2 separate regions of the Macaca mulatta genome follow, and region 2 is linked to region 1. The links are chromatin contacts, called in public Hi-C maps. All regions are on one chromosome and are shown on one strand. The core of a region is the stretch at or near the end of the contact, and the rest is flanking DNA. Distances in the headings are between cores, read along the strand shown.

Region 1 (2,998 bases), core at 168-2,667:
ATCCTTTTGTACCTTGGTAGTTTAAATGGCACTTTAAAGGAAATAAAGTAATACTTTGAACTTATTATGTCTTTTATCTGTGAAACGCAGACTAATGCCATTTATTAAGTTACTGTACAGCCATGATGTAAATATTATCATACCCTCCTCACAAAAAAGCTGACTAGGGAAAGAGTTGTAATATACTTGGTCAAAATCATAGCCATTCTAAGAAGGCCAGACCAAGAAATGGAGGAGTAGCTAGGTGGCTGACAGGTCAGCACTTCTCAGCGTTTCCCAGACCTCAAGTTAGGTGAGCATTCCATAGGAGAGGCGGCTAAGAAGTAACGGAAGACTATTTCAATTTGAGTGAACCAATTTCCTCTTCCTCAGTATTCCCATTACCATTGCTCTTGGTATCTTGTGATGCTTATACATTCTTTTATCAAGGTTAAATGTCGACCCATCTTCCCTCAACAACTTCCTCATCTATTTTACAGTAATCTTGTTCGCCCTACCTCCTAGTTTACTGTAGCAGCAGAGCTATTAGGTTGGTACAAAAGTCATTGCCGTTTTTGCCATTACTTTTAATGCTATTATTTTTAATGGCAAAAACCGCAGTTATTTTTGCACCGACCTAATAAAATAACTGCCAGCCGAGGGAATCTGAAATGAGACTCGAACCCTAGTTTGACCGCTCACGAACTCGGCCTCTTAGGAGAGGACTGTCTCAGGGAGTCAGTTTCTTCTTTGTGTGTGAAACGGGAAAGGACGACGCCCCCTACCTTACTGAGGGATTGAAGCGATAGAATGAGACTCGTAAACTGCACAGCACTAAACGAATACCACTTTGCCCCCTTACTATGTCATTCCTTGTTTAATTTAATGCCAGGGCCACATACCGCAGCATAACTAATAGGGATAGGGCGTCCGTAGGGAACTACCTCGAAGCAGATCTTTTTCTTTTGAGGAAAGGGAGGGCTCGGAGCTGCTGGGAGTCGTAGTCTCGGCGGCGGTCTCCGCTGAGCTCAAAGGAAAGAACTACAGCTCCCGTGAAGCAGTGCGCGGACAGCTCGCACAGCCCCTCCTCCCACAACCGGCGCGTGCCCCCAAGAGAAATTGGGGGTCTGCGCGCGCGCTGGGATCTGCAGGGCAAGCGCGAAGGCAGCTTCCTAGTGGTAGCCGTGAGAGCAGATCGAGGAAAGGAGACCCATGGCAAATTAAAAAATAAAAATAACTGTGCACTACTGCCTCACCACCCGGACGGGCTGTAAACCCATGCTACTTCGGAGTCGTGGGGAGCGCGCTCCCGGACTCCAGTTTAGGGCTTCGCGGACTTAAATTAGCAGAGGCGGGAAGGGGCGGGGCCTAAGGCGCGGGGCGGGGCCGTAGGCGGTGCGGGCGGCGGCGGCGGCGGCGGCGGCGGCGGTGGCGGGGCCAGGACCCAGACATCTGGGACTGTTGTTGTTCTCTCGCGGCGCGACCGCCTCAGTCACTTCGCCCAGAGACCCCGACCTGGTCCGCTGGGGAGCAGGCGGCCATAAGCCCCCTCTCTCCCGGTTCCCTGACGCCGCAGCAGGAGCTGTTACAAACACCCTGCGATTGGTCTCCAATGCCCTTCAGTGAGGTGGGGACGCCCGGACCCTGGTGAGCGAACCCCAGGCCACCCCCTACCCCAACTCAGTGTCTTCGCCGGCCCCCGGCACGTACACCTGTCTGGTCGCCATGGCTGAAAACACAGAGGGGGATCTGAACTCCAACCTGCTCCACGCCCCCTACCACACCGGGGATCCTCAGCTGGACACGGCCATCGGGCAGTGGCTCCGCTGGGATAAGGTGGGTACCTGGTCAGCCCAGCATCCGCCGTCGCCTCCCCCACATAGTCTGCTCTTTCCTATGCCCACCCAGCGCCCCACGGGCTGCAGAGGAGATGGCTCGGGACACCGGGCGGGGGGCAGCGGAGCAGGGCGTTGCCACCCACCTATGCATGGGGTTCCTCCTTCGGTCCGCCAGAGCCGAACATCTGCATCGCTTCCTTCTGCGGTGCTCTCAATTGTAACCTCCCTTCCTCTTCTTTACCCTCTTTCCCTTCAAGTGCTGTCTTCCCTCTTTCTTCCAAAAAAAAAAAAAAAAATCATTGTAGGTTATACCCTAAACAACGATTTCCTTTCCCTTTTTCTCTCTTGACTTCCTTCTCCACAAACCTGAAAGTGGTTTCTGGCACCCTTACTGGGCGTTTCTAACCGCTATCTGCTTTAGTTCTGGTCTGGTGTGTTTCCTCCTTCTGTCGCTAGGTAGTCGCTGGTCTTCTATCCTTGGTATTTTCTAGTATCACCTTTTGCTCTTGGGAAAGGCAAGGCGCTTACCTCTTCTTTCTCCTGCTGGCAGCTATTTTCTGGAATTAATCTGTTCAAGGAATCGTGTTTTCCAGGTTTCATATGGTACTCTTAATACAGGATTGTTTTTGCCTTAACCCTTACTTCTCTACCAACACCTCCCCACCCACGCTCCGCCCCCACCTCCAAATTGTTGCGGTAATTAAACCTTATGCGGGCATTTGGGATGGATTTGTGACAATCAGAATTAAAATGCAGCTATCTTACTTGTAAAAGAGGTCCCTGGTGGCTCCAACAAAGGAAGATAATCCGAGCTTTTGCTTTGTCAAGTGCATAAAATGCCTTTGTTGAAGTAGAGAAGGCAGCACATTTAAAATGGAATTAATGACACTGAATTAAGGAATTTGTATGGTATTATGTGACATCATGTTGTACAAATGAATTTCCTTAAGGCTTCTCTTTCTGAAAGTTTTGTTTTTACTTTGTTCATTCATTCATTCAGCAAAAAAGTATTGAATGTCGAGTGTGTGTTTTAGGTCTTGTTAGACCCAGGAAATACTTGTGAGGAAAATAGAAAGGGTTCCTGCCCTCAACAAGCCTCAGCAGATGAGGAAGACCAACAAATAAGCAGTTACAATGAGGTATTTGGTGTTAATTGGTCATATGTATATCGGACGAATAAT
Region 2 (2,998 bases), core at 169-2,668, 95 kb before region 1:
ACAGTGTAACTACAAAGAGCAACATGAGGGATCCTTGTGGTGATGAAAATATTCTGCATCTTGACTGTATCAATGTCAGTATCCTGGTTGTGATATTGTATTACAGTTTTGCAAGGTGTTTCCATTGGGGAAAGCTGGGTAAAGGACACACATAATCTGTCCGTATTATTGCTTACAACTGCATATGAGTCTCCAATTTTCTCAAATAAAACATCTGATTAAAATAGTACATATGTGATTTCTCTTGTCCAAACCCTGATAATTTGAACCCTTCATCAGACTGGAAAATTTCTCTTCTATTCCTAGTTTGCTGAGTCTTTTGGTCAGAAGAGGTGTTTATTTTTGCCAACAGATTTATCTGTATGTATTGAACATAATCATAGCTTTTATTTTAAAAAAGTTTTTGTTTTATTATTTCTTCCAATGAAGGCTTTTCTCTTCTAACGTAAATTACGTTGTTTGATTTCAGAATGCAAAACCAACCTTGCATTCCTGGGATAAACCCTACTTCACCATGATGTATTAATCCTTTTATAAATTGCTGGATTTGATTTGCTAATATTTGCTTAGGATCTTTATGTCTATGTTTATGAAATGTTTTTCAGACACCTAGACAGTCATTCCCTCAGCTTCTGGAGTTGGTTGCTGATGATTCACAACTGAGTCCTTCTCTGGGGGCCCCCCTCCATCAAGGGAAGCAGTCTTGCCAAAAACAACAAACAAACAAACAAAAAATCACAGCGCCTCTACAAGTGTAGCCTGTATCCATGACTGGTCAATGCAAGGATACGAGTTTCTGGCCCCCTTGCTTTAATGTGGAACTACTCTGAAGGGTCATCCTAGGCTCCAAGCATCCCTTGGGATTGGTAAAGCCCTCTGCTGAAACCGTTTTGCAGGCCAACTTCTCGCTCTGCCTACAAATTCCTCTTTCCTTCACTTTCTTACAGGTGCTGATCTTTTAAGTTCTCCCTATCCCCACCAATAACCTTGTAGGCAAGCTAATCTCCCTCTTGCGACCCCCAGGGGCTCAACCCAGGACATACCATGTTACCGTTTTATTTTTCTTTTCATAGCACTTAACACCTTAGACGTGAAATAACTTTATTTACTTCTTAAATACTTATTGTCTGCTGTAAGAATGTAAGCTTACCAGGACAGAGCTTTCTCATACGCTATGCACCGCTGTATCAAGCGCCTAGGGCAGGGCCTGCAGAACATAGCAGGCACTAAATACTGGTTGTTGAATGAACCGAGGAGGCCGGCCTGCGCTGGGTCCTGGAATCACACATTCCCCCCTCCAGCTTTTAACACGCACCTGGGAGCCGCGGCTTGGGGCGTGCCCCTGAGTCCCGCCCCTCATACCACGCCCCCAGGCCCAGGGAGAGGGCGGGGTCCCGCGGACGCAGCGGTGGGCACGATGCGGCAACCCGCGGTTCGGCTGTTGCGCCTGGGTCGGGTGCCGTACGCCGAGCTGCTGGGGCTGCAGGACCGCTGGCTGCGGCGGCTACAGGCCGAGCCAGGCACTGAAGCCTCGTCGGCGACTGAGGCGGGCGCGCTCCTGCTCTGCGAGCCCGCGGGGCCCGTGTACACGGCCGGGCTGCGCGGCGGCCTGACGCCCGAGGAAACTGCGCGGCTACGGGCCTTGGGCGCCGAGGTGCGCGTCACAGGCCGCGGTGGCCTGGCCACCTTCCACGGCCCGGGCCAGCTGCTTTGCCACCCGGTACTCGACCTGCGGCGTCTCGGTCTGCGCTTGCGCATGCACGTAGCGGCGCTGGAGGCGTGCGCCGTGCGCCTGTGCGAGCTCCAGGGCCTGCAGAACGCCCGCGCGCGGTCCCCGCCCTACACCGGCGTCTGGCTGGACGATCGCAAGATCTGCGCGATCGGTGAGCGCCGCGGCGCAGGGCGGGACCTGAGAGCCGGGGTCGGAGCTTGAGGCCTGGGGGCGGGGTCTGACGGGGCTGGACCAATGGAGGTGAGGGTAGAACTCGGGCCGGGAGGAGGCGTATCTAGCGCGGGCCTTGAATCACAGCTACCCGCTGCGTTTGAGTTTTTAAGACCTTTCCCGGATACCATATAGTCAGAAGCAGAAGGCACGTTACATCATCTAGTCGAACACGCATTTCTGTGAATGGAGGGACAGGAGAAGTGGATTGCCAGGTTACTTCCAGCCAATCACAATGTCATGGCAATAAGGGTGCTAATTTTCAAACTTTTTTTTTTTTAAGACGGAGTCTCGCTGTGTCTCCCAGGCTGGAGTGCAGTGACGCAACCTCGGCTCACTGCAAGCTCCGCCTCCCGGGTTCACGCCATTCTCCTGCATCAGTCTCCCGAGTAACTGGGACTACAGGCGCCCACCACCAGCCCGGCTAATTTTTTGTATTTTTAGTAGAGATGGGGTTTCACTGTGTTGGCCAGGATGGTCTCGATCTCATGACCTCGTGATCCGCGTGCCTCGGCCTCCCAAAGTGCTGGGATTACAGGCGTTAGCCACTGCGCCGGTCCCCAAACTTTTTTTTTTTTTTTTTTTTTTTAAGTATTGGAATCTGTTAAAAGACATTTCCTGGAATCCTCATGATGAGTGCAGCTGCCTTGAAGCCACGCACCCCTTCCTTTCATTTGTTTCCTTTTCCTATCTGTGCACAATTCCTTGTTTCTCCAGAAACAAAATTTGAAAACTAGTGATCTAGTCCAGTTCTCTCATCCCCCTGAGAGGGACCCCGAAGCCTGGAGAGTGGAGGGTATCTACTCTAAGACCCTTTGACTTGCCTTGCAGGAGTCCGCTGTGGAAGGCACATCACGTCCCACGGCCTGGCTCTCAACTGCTCTACGGACCTCACGTGGTTTGAGCACATTGTGCCCTGTGGACTGGTTGGGACAGGCGTCACTTCCTTGAGTAAGGAGCTCCAGAGGCACGTCACCGTGGATGAAGTAATGCCACCTTTCCTTGTGGCCTTTAAGGAGATCTACAAGTGCACACTGATCTCAGAGGACAGCCCCA

Evidence for each region. Hi-C and Micro-C count contacts between places; a contact is called where the count stands out from the background.
Region 2: a contact with region 1 is called in a Hi-C map of liver, with 2.6 times the contacts expected there. The contact joins the promoter of LIPT2 here to the promoter of PGM2L1 in region 1. A contact is called at or near these places in 2 of 14 Hi-C or Micro-C datasets (fetal cortical plate and liver).

The regions. Positions count from the first base shown.
Region 1 is chr14:74,798,616-74,801,613 of T2T-MMU8v2.0, reverse strand. PGM2L1 (phosphoglucomutase 2 like 1) reads left to right here and starts at 1,417. Exons shown (of 14, transcript NM_001265664.1): 1 at 1,417-1,815. The coding sequence starts at 1,705. It overlaps LOC106993384 (a long non-coding RNA gene), which reads right to left and starts at 2,483. Exons shown (of 4, transcript XR_013404131.1): 1 at 2,346-2,483; 2 at 1,961-2,091.
Region 2 is chr14:74,893,334-74,896,331 of T2T-MMU8v2.0, reverse strand. It overlaps LIPT2 (lipoyl(octanoyl) transferase 2), which reads left to right and starts at 1,418. Exons shown (of 2, transcript NM_001194503.2): 1 at 1,418-1,883; 2 at 2,774-2,998. The coding sequence starts at 1,418. LIPT2-AS1 (LIPT2 antisense RNA 1) reads right to left here and starts at 1,752. Exons shown (of 2, transcript XM_015115198.3): 1 at 1,151-1,752.